2 separate regions of the Ovis aries genome follow, and region 2 is linked to region 1. The links are chromatin contacts, called in public Hi-C maps. All regions are on one chromosome and are shown on one strand. The core of a region is the stretch at or near the end of the contact, and the rest is flanking DNA. Distances in the headings are between cores, read along the strand shown. Region 1 holds the start of MSANTD3 (Myb/SANT DNA binding domain containing 3). Region 2 holds the start of LOC101123603 (F-box/WD repeat-containing protein 12).

What was found. A called contact is a pair of places that touch in the nucleus more often than the background predicts.
Region 2: a Hi-C map of hypothalamus shows a contact between it and region 1, with 3 times the contacts expected there. The contact joins the promoter of LOC101123603 here to the promoter of MSANTD3 in region 1. A contact is called at or near these places in 11 of 16 Hi-C or Micro-C datasets (blood, hypothalamus, liver and 5 more).

Annotation. Positions count from the first base shown.
Region 1 is chr2:22,720,314-22,725,606 of ARS-UI_Ramb_v3.0, reverse strand. MSANTD3 (Myb/SANT DNA binding domain containing 3) reads left to right here and starts at 2,074. Exons shown (of 3, transcript XM_060409014.1): 1 at 2,074-2,203.
Region 2 is chr2:22,852,050-22,857,342 of ARS-UI_Ramb_v3.0, reverse strand. LOC101123603 (F-box/WD repeat-containing protein 12) reads left to right here and starts at 2,563. Exons shown (of 10, transcript XM_060409009.1): 1 at 2,563-5,293. The coding sequence starts at 5,113. CDK20 (cyclin dependent kinase 20) reads left to right here. Exons shown (of 8, transcript XM_012115120.5): 8 at 1,606-2,567. The coding sequence ends at 1,803.

The sequences.
Region 1 (5,293 bases), core at 825-3,324:
GTGTGAATGTGGAAGCATGTTGACTATAGTTAATAATTTGGTATTATATACTTGAAAATTACTGAGACTGTACATCACAAGCATTCTTACCTGAAAAAAAGAGTTGTGTGAGGTGATGAATGAGTTAATTATCTTCACGTTGGTAATTACTCTAATCATTTGATAAATAGATCAAATCTCATTTTACCCTTTAAGTATATACAACTATATTGTCATTTTTTCCTCAGTAATATTGGAAAAAATGTGACTAATAATTAATGTTGCAAGTAAGGAAAAGAACAATCTAAGCAGAGAGAATAGCATTTGCAAAGTCCCCTGAGGTGAGAGCACATTCAAAGAACTGAAAGAAGGCAGTGGGTGAAATAGACAAAGGAGAGAATAGAATCAAAGGGAGTACAGATTTTGGCAGGATATTGTAAGTCCTGCTAAGGATTTTGGTTTTTATCCTTAAAGCAAAGGTAAGCCATTGATAGGTATTAGGCATCCAATGACAGATCAGATTTTGTTTCTCAAGAAAATTACTCTGGGGAGAATGAATTAACAGGAAGGGAAGAATGAAATGGATGTGGTTATACCAGAAATTCAGATGAATGCTTAAACTAAGGTAGTGGACAGACATAGTGAGACAAAGAAAAGTTTGATAAATTTTAGGGACGTGAAACTGACAGTACTTATTGAGATATATATATGGGATATAGCAGTTTGGAGGTGATGGCAGTGTCAAGGAGTGTATTAGATCACTTGCTTGTAAAATGGAATTAGGAGAAAAGCTTTTTGGAACTGGGACCTTACGAAATAATTAATAGTAATTAACCAAATAGTGAAAAAAGAGAAGGGCTGACTGTTCTTTAGTGAATTAAAGACTGTAGACTCCAGAAATAAAAGAAGATGCTTTAAAGCAGAAACCATTTCTAAAATTTAGCATTTGTTAAACAATTATTAGAGGAAGGTGGAAGGCAGGGAAAGGAAAACCTGAGAGGGAGGGCAGAGGAATGACATGAGACAAACCTTGAGGAAAGAAGAGCTTATGCAAAAATAACACAGTTTGTTCCAGATTCAAAAACGACTCAACTTTGGAGAAAATAGGAATGCAATAAAATAGTTATCACAAAAATACAAATAAGCAATCGAACAAAATTATATTCATTATTTATTTCGTTTCCTCCTAGTAAATAGCACAGCCTTCTGTTTCCACCTCTTTATTTCTTTTATTCCACTCTCTGCCCCTCTGTTTCTTTCTTGAAACATCGTGAGCTCCCTGAGGAAGGGCCCACACTTCTCAAGTATTTTGAACACTAGTTCTATCATTATCTAGCTCCTTTGGACCACAGTGAGGATTAACCAGCATGAGGATTAATCGTCTGCCTTCTACAGACCCATCTTTAGCTATTTACTCCTCTTTTGAATGCCCCCTTTCCTCCTCTGTATCATGCTGCAGTGTTCTAACCCGGCAACAGTGTAAGCTTCTAGAAAGCAGAATTAACAGGACCCTAACATATGGGCGGATGGGGTAAGTACAAGTGACTGGGAGAAGAGAAGAGCACGGAATGGCAAGCCTAGAGACAAGCGGGATCTATTTCCCAGGTAGATGCAGATCTGAACCCTTAACCTGGGCCTGCTTTTCCTCCTGCAGTACAGGAATTCTCCTGTGTTGGGGGTTGGGGGGTGAGGCTCAAGGAACCCCGCTCCTGCAGTTCTCAAGTATCTGTTCAAGCTGGGGAGCCCTGTGGGCACATTCTTCATGCTAAGTAGATAGCCGCACTCAGTAGCCACTAACACATATTTCTGGAATAAATAGATGGGTGGATGAAATTCTTGTGCAATAGAAACTTCTTGTGGCAACTCCCGAGAGAGTACAATCCTTATAATCCCCGCCATTCGTTCCGCAAGTCCTGGGCTCGCGTGTCTCCGCCAGTTACATGGAGGCCCCGCCCACCTCTGGGCGCGGCCCCGCTCGGCGCGCTCCTTCGGCTCGGGTCCGTATCTCTCGGGGACGCGCGGAGCAGTGGGCACGTTCCGGGCTACAGTGCGCTTGCGCAGAAGGTGCAAAAGTCCGGGTAGGGGCGGAGCCTGAGTAGCTTAGACTGAGGTGATAAGGAAAATACGGAAAGGATCCGGATGGCGGTCCGCTCTGACTCCGCCGGGAGAGAGGAGATGGGCCAGATTAGTGGGTATTTGCAGGGTACACAAAGACAATCTGTTGGTGAGTTTACATTTTTACTGATATTGCCTTTTTTTCCAACTAAGCTCGGTGTTCAAGAGCTGATGCTTTGAAGGTCCCAGTGTTCTGACACCGCGTGCCTATGTGGCTTTGGGTAAGTTACCTGCCCGAGCTTCAGTGTCTGCCTCTGTCTGTAAAGTGGACCTGGTAGTAGTGGGCTTCACAAGACTTTTGTGAAGACGACATCAGACAGTGCGTGTAAAGTACTTGGCACAGTGTTTGTCAGAAACGGCCAGCAAGTGGTAAGTGCTATCACTATCATCAATGTTAGAATCATTAAGTATCATCATCATGTGTTTTTTTGTGTGTGCCAGAATCTTTTGTATGCAGTTGTTATGCTGGTAATCTTTGGAAAATATCAGAGAACGTGAGAAGTAACAGGAAATTAGAGATTGGAAAATATTCTGATTTTAGAAGGGAGAAAAAAGTAGACCGTGAAAAATGGACTCTAATAATCTTGAATTTTACTGTATACCAATACAAACTCAGGATGGATCATATCAAAGGTAGTTTGTGAGGAGAATTTCCTGGCTATGCAGTGGTTAGGACGCCACACTTCCACTGCTGAGGCTGTAGGTTTGATTCCTTACGGGGGAACTAAGATCCCACAAGCCAAGCAGTACTGCCTAAAAAAGAAGTTTGTGAGCCTTTAGAAAAGGAACTCACTATGAAGCAGTCTGCATTCTTTAAGAACAAATAAATCAACCCAGATTAACTTTTTTGAACGAAGAGTAAACTGATAGCTCAGTGGAAAAACCTTCTTTGGTTTAGTCATTTACCTCAGCCTGAGATGCTGCCCCATTTTAAGACCCTTTCTTGTCATTTACCTCAGCCTGAGATGCTGCCCCATTTTAAGAGTCTTTTGTCAGAGTCTCTTTCATTTCTGACATAAAGGAACAGAAATAATTTTTTTAGCTCAATGGGTAATATGTGAATACCTTTATGCTGTAAAAAATTCAAAAACTGAAAATGAAGGGAAAGTCCCCTTCCCAATTCTGTTTCCACCTCCACTCATCAATTTAGTGTGCATTTTTGCTCTGATACTTAAAAATCTATCTCTACACTGATTTGTAGCAGTTAGAACTTTATTCTGCCAACTGAATAACCAGCAAAAGAAAGCAGTGTTTTAGTCTCATTTAAAAGGAAACCCAAGGGCAGGTAGTGTAGAGCCAGCAGGCTCTTTCTGTCTTGGTTTCACCATCCACACTTTTGTCCTCATGGTCACAAGGTGATCGCTGCTTCGCCAAAACTGAGTCCATATATTGGACAAGAAAGGACAAAAGCTATCTTGTGAAGTTTTATATTTTAATTCAGGAAAGGAAGCTGACTGGAACATCTGCCTACAACTCATTGGCCAGACTGTACCACATGACCCCTCTATCAACAAGGGACTCTGGAGGTACTTCCTTTGGTGGTCATGTGGTTAAGACTCCATGCTTCCACTGTAGGGAGCATGGAGTTCCATCCCTCATGGGGAAACTAAGAGCCCTGAATGCTGAGTGTCCAAAAAAGAAAAAAAAGTAAGACAAGGGAGTCTCGGGAAATACTAATAATTTACTTTTTAAGCATGTAAAATATAGACTTCTGAGAGTCGTTTGGACAGCAAGGAGATCAAACCAGTCAATCCTAAAGGAAATCAACCCTGAATATTCATTGGAAGGACTGATGCTGAAGCTCCAACACTTTGGCCTCCTGATGCAAAGAGCCAGCTCACTGGAAAAGACCCTGATGCTGGGAAAGATTGAGGGCAGGAGAAGAAGGGGACAACAGAGGATGAGATGCTTGGACAGCATCACCGACTCAATGGATTTGAGTTTGAGCAAACTCTGGGAGATAGTGAAGGACAGGGAAGCCTGATGTGCTACAGTCCAAGGGGTGCAAAGAGTCGGACACGACTTAGTGATTGAACAACAACAAAGTATAGAACGACATAGTAAAAGTGAGGGGTGAATATCTTTGGGCTAAACAAGTTTTCATTGCCTGCTGCAGAAATATAGAGGTTGGTTTTGCTTTTCCGAAAATAAACTCACACCATATATTTTTGGTAACTTGCTAATTTTCCTTGGCAGTATGAATGAATTACTACTTTCCGAGGTGGCCTGTATGAAATTTCCTTGGCTCCTTTAGCTGCTGCATAATACCCTTTTTTCATTATTCTAAGGCATACTCTTTCATTCATATGTTATCTCTAAAATTGGTATGCATCTTACGCTTGCCATCATCTAGGCAGTAGTAGTGATGTAATTGTCATTGCCTGCTGGATATGCTTCAAAACTTGCAGAATGGATGTTAGCAGCCTGGAATATTAATGATTCTGAGTCTGCATATGACTCAGAAGGTTCCAACTCCAAGAAGAAGATTTATATATGTTTTAATCAATTTATTTGATGAATACTTTTATTTTAATGTATGCATGAGGATGACATGGAATTAAAACTTCATGTCTTAAGTTTCATGTGGCTTTTTGAATAAATATAAAAATGATGAGTGTTAAGAAAACTTTTTTGTCATGGTTTAATTAGGAGCACTTTTTTCTTTTTTAGTGATACATAAAATAATAGTGTTTATCATTCATGATGTCCTGAAGTCAGTGAAATATGATTTTCTACACTGTGGCTATTCCATAGTTTAATCATTTTTGTATCAACAGATGTTAAGTTTTCACTTTTTTTACAGTAGTGCTTCAGTAAACTTTTTCATTCCTCCTTTTCCATATGTGCAAATAGTATTTCTCTTGATTCCTAGAACCACATTTTTAAACATTCTAAAGCTGCTGGCCCCTCCAATCTACTGTTGTTCAGGTGCTCAGTCATGTCCAACTATTCATGACCCCATAGACGGCAGCACACCAGGCTTTCCTGTCCTTCACTATCTCCCACAGTTTGCTCAAACTCATGTCCATTGAGTCAGCAATGCCATCCATCCTCTGTTGCCCCCTTCTCTTCATACCCTCAATCTTTCCCAGCATCAGGGGCTCTTCCAGTGAATTGGCTCTTTGCATCAGGTGGCCAAAGTATGGGAGCTTCAGCTTCAGCATCAGTCCTTCCAATTGATATTCTGGGTTGATTTCCT
Region 2 (5,293 bases), core at 1,314-3,813, 130 kb before region 1:
GACAGGGGTCGTGGAGAAGGTGTGCCTCTCCTGAGCAGACCCTGGAGAGGCAGCAGGTGGCTAGGAGTGGCCATATTAAAAGGGCATGCCCACCTCGCTGAAGAGTGCATCTCACTTCTTCACCCCTTCATTCCTTCAAGAAGAATTTACTAGCATCTGGCATGTGCCCAGCATTGTCTTGGGTCCTGATGCCAAGTGAACAGATGTGACTTGTTCCTCTGGGCTCTCCACCCTGTGGTGGGGCAGGGCAGCCAGTCTGTGGGCATCAAGGGGAGGGATGTTGGGACTGACTCTCGCGTCATGCAGGTCTTCTGGAGAAGGGCAGGGGCGGGGTCTATTATCCCGAGAGAAATGATAAGCAGAGGCCTGGAGAGGAGGACCCAGAAGGGGTAGGTTGTGGCTGCAGGTGAGGGAGGAGGGGAGAACCATGGACTGATGGCTCATGGTGTCAGGCCTCTGTCACATGTACCTGTCCATCTGGCCTCACGGCAGCCTTACCTCCCTGCCCTTGGAACAAGCAGTGTGTGTTTACATACACCCACTGTGAGTTCCAATGTCAGCAATGCCTTTAGGATGTACTGAAGCCAACCGAGGCTTCCCAGGTAGTGCTAGTGATAAAGAATTTGCCTGCCAGTGCAGGAGACATTAAAAAAAAAAGATGCAGGTTCGATCCCTGGGTCAGGAAGATCCTCTGGAGAAGCGAATGGTACCTCACTCCAGTATTCTTGCCTGGGAAATCCTAAGGACAGAGGAGCCTGGCGGGCAAAGTGTTGGACGTGACTAAAGCGACTTAGCACACACACACAAAGCCAACCGATCACTTCTCAGCCCCGCGCTGCTGCCTCCAGTCTAAGCGCCTCCTGCCTCCCCGCAAGTCCCCAATTGCCTCCCAGAGTCTGCTTCTCCTCCTGCCCATTCAGTCTCTCCACCCTGCAGAGAGTGGGACCTTGTCCAGGCAGGCTGTCACATCTTCCCCTGCAGGGCTCTCTCCTCAGCCAAAAAGCCCAGGTCCTAGTGGCCCACAGGCATCACACACGTGGGGCCGTCACGTCTGTGACCCTGCAGCTCCCTTCCCCTTGCTCACTCCGTGGGACCTCAAGCCTCCTCCAGGTCCTAAGGTCTGTGTACTTCTGTCCCAGAGCCTCACTCATTCAGCTTTCAGATCTCTGCTCAAGTGCTACCTCTTGGGGCCTACCCTCCCATTCTTCAGGCCTGCAGCTGCCCTAGTTTTCCTTGTCCACGCTCTGACTTTCTCTTTCCCACAGCACCAATCATCTGATGCACTGTTTATCTTACTTTTTCTTGTTTATCCCCCCCGTGCTGTGCTGTGCTTAGTCGCTCAATCATGTCCAGCCCCTGACTATATGGAAGACTTGAAGGCAGAGCTCTTTGTTCAGTTCACTGCTACATCTCCTGTCTTTGGAGCAGTGCTGAAACAGTGAACACTCAGAGCTGTTGGGATCATCTTGAATGGAGAATGCGTGAATGAGAAAATTTCTTCCGGGGTATTCATATCCCCCGCTGCTCCCACAGAGGGAAATGAGCTGAACCTGGAAGGCTGCAGTGACCGATTTCCTTTTGCTATCTCTTTCTCACTCCCCTCAGGCCCTCCTGCACCACTACTTCTTCACAGCTCCCCTGCCTGTCCACCCCTCGGAGCTGCCGATCCCCCAGCGCCCAGGGGGACCTGCACCCAAGGCCCACCCAGGACCCCCGCACGTCCATGACTTCCACGTGGACCGGCCTCTCGAGGAGTCACTGTTGAACCCGGAGCTGATTCGGCCTTTCATCCCGGAGGGCTGAGATGCAGGGCCAGGCCCTGTTGGCTTGTCCCCCCAACTTCCTGCCCCTCCCAAGGACAACCCAAGCCACTCTCTGCTCCAGCCTGATTTCAACCACAGTGGCCCTGGTCCTGGCCAGATGATGAGGCCATCCAGCCCCAGCAGAGGGCGCCCTCAACCTGTGCTGTCGGCCTCCCACCTGTGTGCTGAAGGAAGCAGTGAGTTCCACTGCATGCCTGTCATCATCAGGGATTCCACCGGTCAGGGATTGTCCCAGTGGAACCATCTAAGGCAGCACTGAGTTTACCATGTCCTCATGTTGGAAACCCAAGTGAGAAGGAAAGTTTGGTTTGATTTTGTTCTCAGACATTAAACACTAGTTCAACTTTGAGATTTATTATAAAAACCCTGAATAGTTCTATGTGACGTACGCCCCTCTTCCATAGTTCATATAGAAAGAAGTGGCCGAGGTGGCATCATCTCTTGATCCTTGTTTCTCTCTGGTCACTTGGAAAGTGGCCCCATTCATGGCTACTTTAGTCTTGGGGGCTTCCTAGGTTCTTCATGTAACAGAGCTCCTTTTAGAGGTGAGGTGGCAGAAGGCAAGGGCCAGGGATGGCTCAAGTGGGGGACCCCGTAGTGACCCTCTACACCTTAAACTGGTTTACCAGCATCACCCTCAGGATAAGGGTGCACCTTATCCTCTTCGCTCAGAGATATCTTGCAAATAAGACAGACATTCCTGGAATTCATTTGTTAATTCAGTAAATATCAAAACAATCTGAACTTGCTTTTGTCTTTCTTATTTAATAATTTGGCAAGCCAACTCTAAAATATATATGTGGAAATGAAAAGGTTAAAAGGAGGGAGAAGCAGAAGAAAAGGAGAAAAGCAATGAAAGGATTTACCGTATCAGATACATACCAAGACATATCATAGGGCTATAGTAAATAAGACAGTGTACTGTTTGTTCATGGACAGATTAAAAACAGACAAGTGAGAGAAACTTACTAGCAGTTTTTTATTCAAAATATACATTTTGTGCTCATATGTATAAACTTCTGCAAGCACTGAGGTTACAGAGGTGACTAACTGCCACCATCACTGCCCTCTAGGCTCTTTGAGGGTAAAGCACAGTAAACTCAGTTGTTGCTTGCAAGGATGAGTTTAAGTGTCTCATGTGACTTTAAAGGTATTTTAAGGATCTGGCTTCTGCGTGTTTGTCCAGCCACATCTGAAGACTAAGTAAGCTTCAGTCTAGCTCAATTTCTGGTATCTCTCACCTCCATATAAATGTGGGTCTAGACCCAAACCCTGATCACTGATACTCAGCCAGTTCTGCTCACAAAGACTCTATAAACCTTACCCCCACCCCCGACACAGACCCTAGCCTTGACCTTGAGCCTTAAATTTAACCTGACTCTATTACCCTGACCCTGGCACATACCCTCACTCTCACCTTCACTCAGTTCTTCAGCAGCCCCTTCCCCACCCACCCCCCACCCCCGGCCACTGGCCTGGCTTTGATCTTGCATTGACTCTGACCTTCATTCCAAACTCTGACCTCATTTGACCTAAAATTTAACCTTGTCCTTGAACTTGGCTCTCATTTTTACCTTAACCATGACTATCTAATTGATATTTATCTTACTTTGTTTCTCATGTTGACCCTGGGATTGAACTCAGGTCTCCTGCATTGCAGGCAGATACTTTACTGTCTGAGCACTGTACTCAAGCTGAAACTGAAACTAGTCTGCACCCCAAACCTGATCATGACTCTGGTTCTGACATTCATCTTGCCATGGACTCACACTTGGCTGACACCACTGACACCCTAATCCCATCATGACCTTGAACTTGACCTAGACCTTAACCCTGAAATTGAACTTCAGGGTGATATAGCCCTTCATGATTATGATGACTCTGATCCTCAGCCTAATCATCACCTCCATCTTGACCTATCCTCACGTTGAAACTTAAGCCTGATTTTGACTACAAGCCAAACTCTGACACTCTGTGGTAAGAAGACTAATGTTACCCTAAAAATGCCCATGTCCTAAGCTATGAATGTGCTGTTTTACACACAGAAGGGATTTTGCAAATGTAATTAAAGGAATGAGATGTAAAGAGTGTCCTGGATTATGCAGATTGGGCCAATGTAATTGGGGGAGGGAAGGGAGAGTTGGAGGAGAACTTAATTCCTGCCAGCAGGAGTAGAAATGGAACCCCACCTTGACTTAATTGACCTTGACTTTCATAATGTCATGCTCACCCTGACACTGACATTATCCTCACATTGATCTTGACCCTGAATCCAACACTGATTCTAATTCTGAACATCAACCTCACCCTCAACTTGACCCTGAATCCTACTCAGAACTGGACATGCACTGTCAACCTGAACCCAACTTTTACTTTCATCCCCAAAATACCATCTTTCTTATCCTGACATTCATCCTCTCACTGACCCTCTGCAATGGAGGCACAACTTGATCTTGACTGTCACACTGATCTCAAACTTGAATTGGATCTTGAAACTAACCCTGGATCTAAAATTTCCTTCACACTGATCTTGTCCTTGAACCTGATTCCAATGACATGACCTTGACCTTTTTGTGATCTTAACCCTTAACCTGACAGAATTTTACCTTGAACTGGACAGTCACCCTATTTCTGATCTTCATGAATCTGTCCCTGATCTTACCCTCATCCTGACTGTGACCCTAACTGCTCTGACACTGAGCTAGATCATGATCCTCACCCTTACACTAACTCTGATCTTTGATATGGTCATGACAAGTCCAGAGTGAGGTCCGGGGTCAGGTCCAAGGCAGGGGTCATGACAAAGGAGACACTAGGTGAGGGCCAGTGCCAGGGTAAGGGGGAGGCTGGGGGTCTCTGTGGAGGTGACTGTGAAGGTGAGAGCCATGGCTAGGGCAAAATTCGGGGTGAAGGAATGTTAGGGTGTGTCAGGGTCAGGTGAGGGTAAGAATAGGGGTGGGGTAGATGTCAGATGCTAATGAGGTCAAGGGCAATGATTAGGGTGAGGCTGAAGAAAAGGGACAAGGTCTGGATACGGGCCAGCACCAGGGCAAGGGCTCAGGAGGTACTTGGTGCAGGGGCGCCACAAGTTCCAGTGTAAGGGTCAGTGCAAGGGCGAAGGTCAGAACGAAGATGAATGTCCGTATAAGGGGGTGAGCGAGGTTCTGGGCTACTGTCAGGACAAGAGCAAGTGCCAAGGGGAAGCTCAAAAGCCAGCTGAAGACTAACAGAAGCGGAGCCGGCGTGCTATTACTGGAAGGAGTAACAGCACCGCGGCTGACCAAGAATTATGCCAGCCGGCCGGAAGCCGGCGGGTTGGGCGGGGCGCGGCCTGCGGAAAGAGGTTCAGCTTGAGGGGTGGGGCCCGGCCTACGGGGCGGGGCTCGGCCTCGGGGGCGGGGCTCGGCCTACGGGGGCGGAAGCGCGGCGAAGGCGTGGCCAAGCCCCGGCGTCCTGGGCGGCGGGCGCCA